2 separate regions of the Danio rerio genome follow, and region 2 is linked to region 1. A link is a contact called in public Hi-C data. All regions are on one chromosome and are shown on one strand. The core of a region is the stretch at or near the end of the contact, and the rest is flanking DNA. Distances in the headings are between cores, read along the strand shown.

The links. Hi-C and Micro-C count contacts between places; a contact is called where the count stands out from the background.
Region 2: a Hi-C map of an unstated tissue shows a contact between it and region 1, with 6 times the contacts expected there. The contact joins the promoter of rspo3 here to the enhancer-like site in region 1. A contact is called at or near these places in 1 of 18 Hi-C or Micro-C datasets (an unstated tissue) and 2 of 4 datasets of contacts at active chromatin or transcription factors (caudal fin and embryo).

What each region holds. Positions count from the first base shown.
Region 1 is chr16:44,466,967-44,474,145 of GRCz12tu, forward strand. It overlaps trmt11 (tRNA methyltransferase 11 homolog), which reads left to right. Exons shown (of 13, transcript NM_200216.3): 11 at 1,415-1,549. Among named protein-coding and RNA genes, the nearest start is that of trmt11, 17 kb to the left of the region's middle. Within about 2 kb of position 4,410, at least 8 of the 62 cell types and tissues checked have an H3K27ac peak or open chromatin away from gene starts, as enhancers often do.
Region 2 is chr16:44,722,318-44,729,496 of GRCz12tu, forward strand. It overlaps rspo3 (R-spondin 3), which reads left to right and starts at 3,718. Exons shown (of 6, transcript NM_001017358.1): 1 at 3,718-4,393. The coding sequence starts at 4,300.

The DNA.
Region 1 (7,179 bases), core at 3,160-5,659:
TCATTTTCTTGTCGGCTTAGCCTTAGTCCCTTTATTAATCCGGGGTCGCCACAGACGAATGAACCACCAACTTATCCAGCAAGTTTTTACACAGCGAATGCCCTTCCAGACACAACCCATCTCTGGGAAACATCCACACACACACTCATACACTACGGACAATTTATCCTACCCAATTCACCTGTACCACATGTCTTTGTACTGTGGGGGAAACCGCACCCGGAGGAAACCCATGCATAGGCAGGGAGAACATGCAAACTCCACACAGAAACGCCAGCTGAGCTGAGGTTCGAACCAGCAACCTTCTTGCTGTGAGGCGTCAGCACTACCTACTGCGCCACTGCCTCTAAATGGATTTAAAAATTCTATTCTTGTTACTGTTTTTTTAAAGCTAATGCAACGTGCTTTAAAATTTGCACTTGTATTTGATATTTGATGTAATCTTAACCAAAGATTATAGAATACATATTAGAGAGGGTGGGACATAGTGTAGCTCATCCCCTAAAAAAAAAAAACAGTAGAAGCATTTAGTTTTTATCACAGCTCTGCCAGTGGGAGTGGTTGAGTTCAAGCACATGAAATGTGAAGCGTCTTCAAGGGGGCGTGTCATGTCAAATAATAGAGATCATTTGATTGGTCACAGCTTTATGAGAAACTGAAGTATGAGGTGATCGTTGATCCATTTAGGCGGAAGTGACAAACTCTAAGCTCATGTTTATATCGTATGAATGTGATTTTGTCACTGTTTTGGTGCATACTAGATAGAAATATCCTAAAAACAAACAACGTTGATACTAACATCTAAAAACATTTATATTAATTTCATGGGATCTTTAAAGCTTGAAGTCTCCATTTTTTTTATGCTGCATGGAATAGTGTGACTAGTGCATTCATACTTTCTTTTTCTGTGAGGAAAATCAAATCAAAATTAGTAACCATTTGAGTACATGCAAAAAATAATAAATAAAAATAACTTCTGTAAAGAACTAAATTTAGGAGCAGCAGCATGGTGGCTCAGTGGTTAGCTCTGATGCCTCACTGCAAGAAGGTCACTGGTTTGAGTCCCAACTCGGCCAGTTGGCATTTCTGTGTGGAGTTTGCATGTTCTCTTCATGTTTGTGTGGGTTTCCTGTGGGTGCTCCGGTTTTCACAGTCCAAATACATGCGCTATAGGTGGATTGAGTAAACTAAATTGCCTTTAGTGTATGAGTGTGTGTGTGTGGGTGTGTGGGTGTTTCCCAGTACTGGGTTGCATCTGGAAGAGCATTTGCTGGGTAAAACTTATGCTGGAATAGTTGGCGGTTCATTCCACTGTTGTGACTCTTGATAAATAAGGGACTAACCCGAAGTTAACTGAATTTACCTGCTTATACTAATTAAATTCTGTTTTCTTGTGTTTTATATCCCATTGCAGCTCTGGAGAGAGTCACGTGCCCGTTTCAATGGCTTATCATCTCAGTGATATCTTTGCCGACCTCTTGAATTTTGCAGCCCATCACTTGGTTTTAGGTGGACGTCTTGTCTACTGGCTTCCTATCTACAGGCCAGAGTAAGTAAATCAAATAGACTGAATGGTCACATGCATCTGACTCTGTCTTTGGATTGAACACTAGGGGGCTCTCTTGTGCTTTTTTAATAAAATAATACATTTGAAAAAAAGCCAAAGCATATCAGTAGCTGAAGACTGTTAATCCTGCTCAGGCTTGTGGACCTGCGGTCAGTGGAGCAGGTGTGAAGCTGTGGGGTGTTTTCCACTGACCACAAACAGCAGCGTCCACAGATCATACCACTGTCTGATTACAGGGAACAGTAGTGAGTCAAGCAACGTACCCGCTGCTTAATCTGCATCTTTGCTTCACCTCTGTTTCACTTGTAGACGGATTTTCCATTATGTAGTTACGGGATTTACTCCCTCAGGATTGCTGATGCCTACAGTAATTAGTTTAGCTGGCGCCGTCATTATTTGATTTCTAAGTAGAGTCGTGCAGATACGGTTGCATCTTGCAATTGTTTTTTGCAGCATGTTAATTCATGTATTTTCCTGAAGAGTGATTCATGTCTTAAATGAGTCATGTAATTAAATGAGAAAAGCACATTTTAAGTTAGTATTATTTATTTATTTTATTTTTAATTTTTTTAACTCCAAAGTTCTGCTGTTTGACGCATTTACCAAATTTTCCTTGCCAATCTGTAGCCAATTGTAATCGTTTGTTTTGGTTCAGTTTCCCCAACCCTTGCAGAGCTTGGGGGATCAGAGTGAGCGCTCCTACTTGGCTACACCCTGATTTTATTTTTTATTAAATATTTCTGCTAGTGCATCAGAACTGACAGAAAAAATAAACACAAATATTCAAAAGATATTCATTATTTTCATAAAAATGACTGCAGTTTATTTTATTTTTTACGTTTTTGAAAGACTTTTTATAAAAAAGCAAAAGTAGCGCAACTGTTTTTCACATAATGGGTAAATAAAAATTTGTACCATTCAAATAAATTTATTAAACACCCAATTTACATATTAAACATTAAATACATTTTTTTAAAGTATTTTGTAAAGCTTTGCCATTAGGAATAAACTAAATTTCAACATATAATGTAAGGTTAATATATAACAATATAAAACAACTGTTTAAATGTAATTTAAATTTTAAAATGTAATTTATTTTAAATTGTGATCATTTTAAATAAGATATTTACAATTACTGTTTCACTTATTTTTCGACTGCCATAGACAAATTAATTACCCCTGAAGCACATTTAGTTTTATTTTGGATTACTATCTTTTGATTGCATGTAAATTACCTAAAATGTAATTCATAATGTTTAAGATCCAGCTCTCTTTCCAAGTAGGTCTGTCAAAATACTTTAATGGTAGATGCATTAAAAGGACAAGCTTCATTTAGTACATTTTTTTCTTCTTAATTTACCCTTTTTTCTCCTCTTTTTTTTATTGAATAATGAAAAATGAAGCAATAGATGCTGAAGTTTCACCATCACAGGAATAAGTTACATTTACTCGGTTTTAACTAATATTTGTATCTCACTTGAGCGCTAGAGACAAAAAAAAAATATTCACAAAAATACTATGTTTTTAAATTAACACTAATGTGCACCACAGCTACATATTTCGGCAAAACATACATTTCAATAGGGTGAGAGTAATGCTGTTTTTAAAATAAAACCATGTTATTAAAGGCTTTTTAACTTTATTGCTTACTTTTTTAGTGCCTTGGACTTGGATTTTGTTCTTGGATCTTTATGAATCGCTTATCCAAAAAGCACCAACAAATGAATTACCCCTGAAGCACTTTTAGTTTTATTTTGGATTACTATATTTTGATTGCATGTTAATTGCATAAAATGTAATTCGTAACGTTCAAGATCCAGCTCAGCTTAGTACGTTTTTGTTCTTCTTAATTTACCCTTTTTTTCTCCTCTTTTTTTATTGAAATATTAAAAACTGATGCAGTGGATACTGAAAATCCAGTTTTACCATCACAGGAATAAATTACATTTACTGTTTTATCTCAGGTTTAACAAATACTTGCATCTCACTTGAATTAAAACATTTTTGCCAACCTCAAATGCTTAGCAGAGTTCAGAAGCACTGTCCTGAATGAATTATACTGTAATAAATTTGTTGCTACCTTAAATTAAGTTGAATAATATTAACGTTTTAGGTCAGCTAAGATCATTTACACTGTAAAAACCAACTCTCAAACAAAACTTAAGAATTGTGTTGTTTCAACCTATTTTAAATAAGTAGTTTAAACAAGCAGCAAAAGCCCTTTTTTATTGTACTTGTGACTTGAAAGACCCAGCAAAAATTGTTATAATTTATAACTACTAAATTAATTAAAACCTTGATAAACATTTTTACATAAGTTTATTTAAATACAAACTTCTATCATGACTTTTGATCATATACCTTTTCACAATGTAGGGTTTGCTGACAGTTAAAATTCATAAAGCTATGGGTATGATCGCCACAAGGAGGCGCTGTGGTCAGCGGCTAAATGACTGCATCTTCAGAGCAGGCGTCAGTATAGCAACAGTTGTGTTTATAAACTGTGGTGTCAGAGGAGTGGATGACTGCCGCTGGAATCTGGGGCTTCGCTGTTGATTACCCTTGTAACAGTTCGAAGTGGAAACAGCCCTCAGTATCCAATTCATCCGCTTCGTCCTGAGAATAGGAAGTTCACAGACCAGAGGAAAACACTTCTGTCATAGCAAGCGGCAAGAATTCCCGATTCCTTATGACGCAATGGAGCATTCACAACAAACGAAAATAAATAAATGAGGGATTACAGAGTAACACACAATAACATTTTTTTATGATGGTGTCCACATGTAGACATCAACATGACAGTAAAAAGACAGTGTTTTGATTTGTTTGACACTTTTTTGCCCTTTACTAATTGTTACCACTGCAAACAGAATAAGATTTTTACTGGGTATGGATGTCATAATGCACAAATATAGTATACTTATATACACTTATTTAACTGATTTTCTTTGATTTGATTTTCTTGATTTTTGCCATATTTTGTCATTCAAACATATATATTTTTATTGTTTTAATCTGTAAAAAAAAAACTTAACTACACTCAAAAAAAGCAATTAAGTTGTCCCAAAAATACTCAGGATTTGTGATCATTTCAGCTCATTTTAAATTAGTTTGAAAAAAGCAGCATTTATTTTCTTTGTATAAACTTATGCTGCTAATTATTTAAAGTGAAGCAGGAAGCTTTTATAGTGATGATCATTTTATGAATAAATATATTTAGATTTATTTGACTCATTTCTGACCTTTACTACTTGTTTTATTACCACTGCAAACAGAAAAATAATAATGTTTACTTGACTTCAAAGTTATAATGCATGAATTCAGTATACTAATATAATTTTTTTTTATTTGAAGGTCAATAGATTTGTCATCATTTTACTCATTAAAAAATTCTATATATATATTTTATTTTTATTTTTTTATGTATTTATTTTTATCTTATTTTGTTACCACTGCAAACAGAACAAAAGTCTATTTTACTTCACATGGAAGACATAATGTATGAATCCAGTATACTGATATAAAAAAAAAATTATTTAAAGGTCAATAGATTTTTGTCATCATTTTAGTCAATTAAAATATATATTTTTTAATGTAGTTATTGTTTTCATCTATGAAATAAGTTTGATTAAAATGTTCTGAACCACACTGTAAAAAATACTGGGTTGCACACAATGGAGTAAATTAACTTAATGGTTTTAAAATTTAAGTGCATTGAACATAAAACCATTAAGTTGTCCCCCCCAAAAAATCTCAAGAATTGTGAAGATTTGAGCTGATTTTAAATAAAAAAAATTTGAGTGTATAAAATTATGCTGCTTCAAAGTGAAGCAGTAACCTTCTATAGTGATGATTATTTTCATGAATTAAGATATTTTAATTAATTTGACATATTTCTGACCTTTACTACTTTTTTCGTTATCACCGCAAACAGAAGAATAATCTTTTTTTACATGACATATGCATGAAAACATTATACTAATATAGACCATTTTGAGGGTTGTAAACAAAAACAATGGTTCCAACGTATTTCCTGTTTTACATGTTTAATACCTATAGCTTCTGAGAGTCCAGATTGAGCCACAAATTGATAAATAATGTTATGATAGCTATTTTAACATAAAGTTATGATTGAATTGCCTCTTGTTATACAGTTAGTTTAAATTAAATAGTTAAATAGTTTGATAACAAGCAGGAAATGTTCATGCACCAATTAAATGACCACATTGAAATACTCTATACATTGTTCTTTGAATTGAAGGTTGATAGATTTTTGTCATCATTTTACCCCTTTAAAACATATATTTTTAATGTGGTCATTTTTATCTATGAAAAAAGGGTTGATTAAAAACTTAACTACTGTATAAAAAATGCTGGGTGCCATACAAGACCTTCATGTTGTCCCAACACAAATAAATTGAACAAAAAACTATGCAGTTGTCCCCAAAAAACTCAAGAGTTTTGATGATTTCAGCTCAATGAATTCAGGTCATTTTAAATAAGTATTTTGAAAAAGTAGCAAGAATACATTTCTGACCTTTACTACTTGTTTCGTTACCACCGCAAACAGAAGAATAATCTCTTTTACTGGACATGAACTTGATGAGGTGAAGACAGATATGAGTGTAATCCACATGGGACGTTAGTCAGTCATTAGTACCCCATAATGCACTGACTCATTGCCCTATATTCAGAAATGTGATTCTGTCATGTGATTTCAGCGGCCTCAGAGGGCTCTTTTCCTGGAAAGCTGACATTTGTTAGACATTTCTCCAAGGTGACAGGAGCAGCTCCGTGTAAACAGTGCGATGGATAATATGAGTGCTCCGTATGCCTCCTTGTTTTGCTTTGTCAGGTCCGTTGAAAAGAGGGCACATAATTTATGATTTGTTTGAAACGCAGCTAACTGTGTGTGCGCAATGCTTTGTGGATCAGTGGCTTTGCGTGGATGAGGTTCGGCTACAGCTAGCAACCCTCGAAATGTTATTTTTCATTGATTTCAGGCCATATTTACGTAATCGTCTGAAAAATGAAGGGAGTCGGTGCGTGCGAACGCGTCTGTCAGCGCGTGAATGTTAACAGCCCACCAGCTCAACTCCCTGCTGAGTTAATGTCCCTACTAACTGTCTTCACAGCCGCTGGGAACAATGAAGAGTTTGGAGGTTCGCAGTGTTTCTTATGGTTAAGGCAGGCCTCCAGATAGTGATGAAATCAGTCACTAATTCAACAAAAAGTGTGATAAAATCTAGACACGAGTGGTGATGTATGTGGTTTTTATCAGGTAGTATTTCTTGAATGAACACAACAGCTGTGTAGGGGCAGCATTCCAAGGCAGGAAGGTATCAAGGCACGTTTAAATCCAAATTCTGCTTCACATCTCTCTGGAGATACTTTCTTCTGAGTGAGTTTTAGACGTATCCTTCATAGCCTTTGATATCCTACAAACCTGTGCATCCCGTTTCTGACAGTTTAGCTAAAATTTAAAGACTTGGGTGTCGTTTTTTGTGTAAATTAGGGCTGCACAGTATATCGTTTCAGCATTGAAATTGCAATGTGTGTGTCTACAATAATCAAATCGCACAGATCTGCAATGTTGAGTCTGAATTATAGTT
Region 2 (7,179 bases), core at 2,468-4,967, 250 kb after region 1:
CCATGTGAAAGGGTACAACAGGTGTACCCTTGAGGGTACTGCCCCAGTGACAAGCCATTGTACCCCAAAAGGTACAAATTTTGCACATTTTTTCTGACAGTGTAACCAAACATCCGTGATCGATTAAGTAGTGGAAAATCTTTTCTCGTTTACCAGTTTCGTTCTGTGCCCACAAGACCTGTCAACAATTGTGCAGTTTCATGTGCTCTTCAGACCCACAGAGACTTTGCATTTGCTTTCTAAAGCTCGTATGCATTTTTGCATTACTTTTTTATTAAAGACTATTTTCCGTCTGGTTTCACAGCTGACAGCACACACACAGCTGTGAGACCGAGAGAAAAAGTAAATAACAGATTCATTAATCTAAACGACTCAGAAAAACTGAGTACTGGGAAACACCCATACACTCTCACATTCACATACGCACTTGTACACTACAGCCAGTTTGTTTATCCAATTCACCTATAGTACATGTCTTTGGACTGTGGGGGAAACCGGAGCACCTAGAGGAAACCCTCACGAACACAGGAAGAACATACAAACTCCACACAGAAATGCCAACTAGCTAAGCCAGGACTTGAACTAGCGACCTTCTTGCTGTAAGGCGACAGTGCTAACCACTGAGCCATCATGCTGCTGTAATGCATTTATGATTTTCTGAAATATTATGAAAACAGCTATCTATCATAAATTGAACGTTATAAAAATGTGCTCGTTTTATTTTTATTAGTTTCATTCCTGTTCTATGATTTCAATTTTGAGTTTTAATTGAAACATCATTTTCATTTCTGGATAACAAACATTGCTGCTGTTAGGAACTTCCACCAGAAGACCTTCATTTCATCCTATAGGATTGTGAGAAGCAGGTGAAAGTGAGACCGCACGTCAATCACCTCTTCCCAGTGTTTATGTTTTGCTTATGCAGCTGACAGTCCCAAACCCTTGATTATCTGTCCTCAGCACATGCCATGATCTTCATCCTCTCCTGTCTACCCAAAACCAAACCTGATCCTTCCTGCTTTAGTGCTAACAACCTCGTGCACTGCTGTTTTAATCCCCTCGACTCCAAATAAGAGTATTTCATGACGCAACTGTGGTCAGCTCTGCACAAAAGCTCATCACACCACTCCCTGCACCGGGATCTGTAGGTTTAACGCTGAAGAATGTGATGGGATCAGGATGGATGAGAGCCAATGGAGCCACTCTGTAATGCCTCTTAGAACAACAAGGACCTGTAATAGACGTATACTGTGTCAGGATTAAACAAATGTAGCGTAGTTAGCATCCGTTTACGCTGACTGCTTCCATGTGTGATATTGCAGGCCTCACACATTTTCACTTACCTTTGCTCCTTGTCGGCGTGGTGCACCTGCCCGGCTTCATTTCAGGCTGCTGACGGCTTCTCTCATCGGCTATCGCATAGAGTGACCAAATGACCTCACCTCCTCTTCCCCGCTCCCCGTTAGAGCTTGTCGCTGGGACTAATTTATCAGAGGAGTAGGGGGCACAAAGAGGTGCTTTATTCTGTCCCCCCTTCCCATATGAAGATCTACTCCCTTGGAATTTCCACCCCCCACATCGACAACCACAGACTAAACCATCTTTTATCCTTTTTTTTTTTTTAATCAAAGACTACTCATTAATGAATAATCAATAACAAAACAACGTCCGTTAAATCCTTCTAATCTGAAAAGCCTCCCTCTCCTGCGGCATGAACAACTGCACTTTACTAGAAGAAGTCCTTCAAAAGTTATGGCATTTTTCCCCTCTGCACCCACTGTGATTGATGGAGAAGCCACAACAGGGGAAACATCGGTCCACCTCATATTCTTATAAACATCAACACGCTGGTTAAGAAAAGCAGGCCTCCCCGTCGCAGTGCCAGACGTGTAAATAAGCTTCCCTGCATGTGGGAGAAAAGAGAACCACTGCGCTGTGCAGCACTCTCACATACAGCAGTAATCACCGCCATTGTTTACGCTCATTTCAAAAATGCTAGGATTTGTCTTTATGTGGCCATTGCTGCATATCAACTGAAATGCATCTCAGACGTGCTAAAAGAAAAGCCCCCACAGTTTGTTTGCTTCTTTGCAGAGTTGTGGCTCTTGTAGCACTGACCCCCTCTAGAGGATCACAGAGGAACTTCCGCAATTATGGCAACCACATGTAGAGTCTCAGCTTTTTGTATTATTATAGGGGCAATGTCAAAGTTAAGATATATTGCTATTAATTTCTTCAAGATCTTGGATATATTTTGTGCTAAATGTATATTTATCTGGTTTTGTTTTTTGTTATAGTGATGTAATAGAACAGAATAACTTTTTTCAAATTCTAATGAAAGTTTTGTAATATAAATACTTGTTTTCTACATGTAAATAAATCCTTTATGTTAAATGTTCTTCATGAAACCCCTGAATAATCTATCTATCTATCTATCTATCTATCTATCTATCTATCTATCTATCTATCTATCTATCTATCTATCTATCTATCTATCTATCTATCTATCTATCTATCTATCTACACTGTAACATCTACAGTAACTTACTGGTTGCAGGTCACCAGTAACTTACTGTAAATCAATTACAGCAAAAATACTGTATTTACAGCACCATTTATCTTGCTCTATTTGTGTTTACATAATTGTATGTATATTTTACTGTAAAACATACAGTAATGTAACTTTAAAACACAATAACATGCTGCATAAATGTCCTACCATAAAATACAGTTCATATTACAGTCAAATACTGTGTAATTTCCAATAATCATTAACAATCTATCTATCTATCTATCTATCTATCTATCTATCTATCTATCTATCTATCTATCTATCTATCTATCTATCTATCTATTCTGTTAACAACTTCCTGTAGCATCTACAGTAACTTACTGTAAATCAATTACAGCAAACAAATACTCTATTTACATTTATAGCACCATTTATCTTCCTCTATTTGTATTTACAGAATTGTATGTATATATTCACAGTAAAATATACAGTAATGCAACTTTAAAACACAATAACATGCTGCATAAATGTCCTACAGTAAAATATCATTCATATTACAGTTAAATACTGTGTAATTTACAAAAATCATTAACAGTCTATCTATCTATCTATCTATCTATCTATCTATCTATCTATCTATCTATCTATCTATCTATCTATCTATCTATACTGTTAAAAATTTCCTGTAGCATCTACAGTATCTTACTGTAAATCAGTTACAGCAAAAATTATCTTGCTCTATTTGTATTTACATAATTTGTATGTATATATTTACTGTCAATTATACAGTAATGTACTTTAAAACACAATAACATGCTGCTTAAATGTCCTATAGTAAAATACAGTTCATATAAATACTGTGTAATTTACGAAAATCATTAACAGTCTGTCTATCTGTCTATCTATCTATCTATCTATCTATCTATCTTTCTATCTATCTATCTATCTATCTATCTATCTATCTATCTATCTATCTGTCTGTCTGTCTGTCTGTCTATCTATCTATTATCAATATGATCTATCTGCCTGTCTGTTTTTTCAAGGTTCTTTAGTTTTGAATAAAAAAGCGTGATATGCTGAAAAAGCGCGTGTTGGTAGCCCGTGGGGTGTCTGACGTGGGGGGCTCGCCCTCTAAATAAACTTTGGAGTTCAGAGAGGGGAAAGAGACGGCAGAGAGCTGAAGTCATCAGTTACCAGACGAGCACACGAGCTGAGAGCAGGCGAGAGATAGTGAATTGCTCAACCGTGAAACTGTGAGCTATCGAGACTGAATAGAGAAAAGCGACGCTATTTACAAATCAGGTTTCACTGAAAAGTTCTTCGAGATGCTGTGATGAGGATGACGCGAGGACCTCCTACACGTCAAGCTCAATAAATAAAGTAACCTTCACACCTGGACGTGTCGTGCTGGATCACAGAGGGGAATACATACAGTCATTCGGGAAGACAATCCAACTTTTTTCTCACCATGCCAATTTAATTTGCTCGCCTCCTCCCCATCTTTACGTTTTGCGCTGGATGGAGAACTAGCACTTTTTCACTGTTTCCATGGAATGAGTGGCTCTCTCTTTGGATATCTCACAGTGGCACATATGTGGATTGCCTCCAATATGTTACTGCCGAATCGGCCCAGGTGCATATGGGCCATTGAAAATTCTCTTTCTTTTGCGCGTGAGCACAACTGGGGCTTCTGCCCGGTTTAGGAATAACATATTGAGTATTGCACACATCACAGTGCGATAAGCGACATTGAAATTGACAAGACAAGCATCATTCCCCTGATTACTATGCAATTGCAACTGATCTCCATTGTTTTGATCTTGCATTTTATGGAATACACAAACTGTCAGCATCACGGCTCCAGGCACCGGGGAAACAAACGTAAGTTCTGCACGCTGCTGATCTGATGCTTTGCGCACACCTGCACTGTAGCGTACACTGGATGTTTGCGTGCATCACTTTTTGGTGGACATGATTTTTGAAACATACTGTGTTGTAATTTTTTCGGTTTAAGAGACTTGAAAAATGTAACACGATTTAAGTAAACATCTATGCATGATGGATGAATGAGGATACGTTTAACGGGTTAGAAATTTAATATTTTAATAATTGTATTTTATGTACATGTTATTGCACATGTGTCTAATATTTAAATACTAAAAGTAAGCAAAAATCACCGGGAACGCCATCAGCTCTTGCATATTGGCAAAAAAAAAAAAAAAAACAGCTGACAATTCAGATATGTGTTTGAATTATTGTTAATTTGAATAGTTGTTATTTAAGTTATTAAGACAGCTATTGACGTTTGCTCATAAACATCCTGGGTTACCAATTGCATAATACTTTTAAACCATAAAGCAGTCGCTTTATTTATGTGCTCTGAGGCTTTTACGTATCTTACTGTAGGCTTTAAGCAATTTAATAAATATACGTATAAATAACAGCAACATATAGCTAATAAACAATATGAATGAATTTGTGAAATCATGATTGTAGACCTTAATGTAAATCCAATATTTTATGTAGCCTAGCTAATTTAGTTCCGTTCATTGTTCCTGTTGTATCTTATTTTCTTTAAAAGTAGCCTAAAAGCAGCTGAGTGGTGCAAACTTTGTAAATACTTCAATAATTCTGTCTGATTTTCGTTTATTGCTTTGGCTTGTCAGATATGATATCGGGTTGATTTTACTAAGTTTGTTTGTTATAATTGTTGATTTTTATGATGGTTTTGGTTGTGATTGGACTGTCTTTGCACGAAAGACCTGGCAACCCTGAAAGAGAGCGCTGTCGCTTCACAGGATTTCTCAGTGAAACTGCGCCTGTCAGAAAATGTGGTTTTGTTGTTCATTGTTGAGATTTATTGGCTTATTTTGAGAAATACATAAAGTACGCGACACTACAGTGAGCAGGGGAGTAAATATGACAGCAATTGTGCACCAAAGATGAACTTTTGATGGAAAACGTTGCTTTGAGGTAAAGACGCGCGATTTACAGATGTTTTCTTTTTAGTAAACACGTGTAATTTGATTCATACACGTAACTTACGTTTACGAGGAACAGACTGCTAGTTTAATCATGCAATTTAGTTACATCATCTACCTTTTTGACTTTGTTGTCGTTTCAACTTCCATTTACAAGCATATAGTTGCTTTGTTTTGCTGTGTCGTGCTGCCTTTTTTGTAATTAGTGCGAACTTTGAAGTAATAATGTATATTCCATTATTATATTTTCTTTGTGCACAACTTATACAGCGTGAGTGTCCAGTTGATTTTCTTGTTTGGATCGCTCTCTAGCGGCCACTGCTTTGCGCAGAAACCCTTTCAACCAAGTAGCGCGGTTGGTGGCTCTTTCTGCTCGCCAACACATTTCTGTACTAAAGGCAAACTTGCTTTTATTGTTTTAGTTTGCAACATTAATTGATTCTATAGAAGCAAAAACTGAAGTTTATTTAACTTTTCTAGCTCAACATTATCTCACACCAGCCAAGGGCTATTTCGCCACCTGTAGTTGAGTGCGTAAAGTACCTGTCAAGAAGTTTTATAGTTCAAGATAACAAGATAACACATTCCCAGTTTGGTTCGAAATGACATTTTAATCAGAAGCATTGCACAAGATTGTAACCAAATATTCAGGGTTGTGAGGAACCTTGTGTAATTTGGGGATCATGTCTCCCCCTTCACTCTCTGTGTTGGTCATAACACTGGATGAAGTGTTTATATGAATATTTTCGGTTAACATGGGAGAGAGAAACAACATTTCGGTAACTGAGCTCTGAAATAAGTAATGCAGGAAAGCTCTTGCTCCTGAGTGTGATTTTGATTTCAATAAGCAATTGCAAGTATGACTTAAAAGGCCTAATTAGAACGACTGCGTAAACATTTGGTCCAAGTTAGTTGGTGACAAAGCCAATTAGATGCAAATGCATAGCTTTGGGTATCAGGGAGCCACAAAAATGCCATCATGGCTATGTGGCTCTCCGTGTGTTATTTCATCGCTGGTAGAACAAAATGATATGGAATTCAAAATGCAAAACGCTTATCCATATTTTTTAAGTTTTAAACGGAAATGATGCCAGAACTTTGGACTGTGGTCAGAACATTGTCTTCAGCATGCTAAATGTGTTTTCTTATGTGGTATATGGGGGAACTATTATGTTTAATCAAACTCTCACAGCTAATTAGATCAATATACATGCTGTCTTTTCGAATTAAAATTTAGAGAGGGAATGAACTTAGTTCATCCTTAAAGGACAGAATCATTTCAACATATTCCATGTTTTAAAATATTCAGAATAGATGTGAACAGAGTAAAAATGCTTTACTTACTTAGATTTTTTGTATTGTTTCTAGTCCAAATATCAAAAAAGTCCTAAACCAAGAAGCATTTTCTAGACGAAGAAAAATGATTGTCTTGTTTTAAGAAATAAAAAGCCCCTAAGTGAGTTTTTCCTTTAAAAAGCAAAATAATCTGCCATTGGGGTCTTCTTGTTTTTTATTTTGAATAGTCATCAAGACTATTTTGCTTACCCAATTATTTAGCTTGTTTTAAGGAAAAACTCACTTAATTTTGGCATTTTATTTATTAAAACAAGACAATATTTTTTACTTGTAGAAAATGCTTCTTCAAGTAATTTTTAGATATTTGGACTAGCACAAGTCAAAATAACT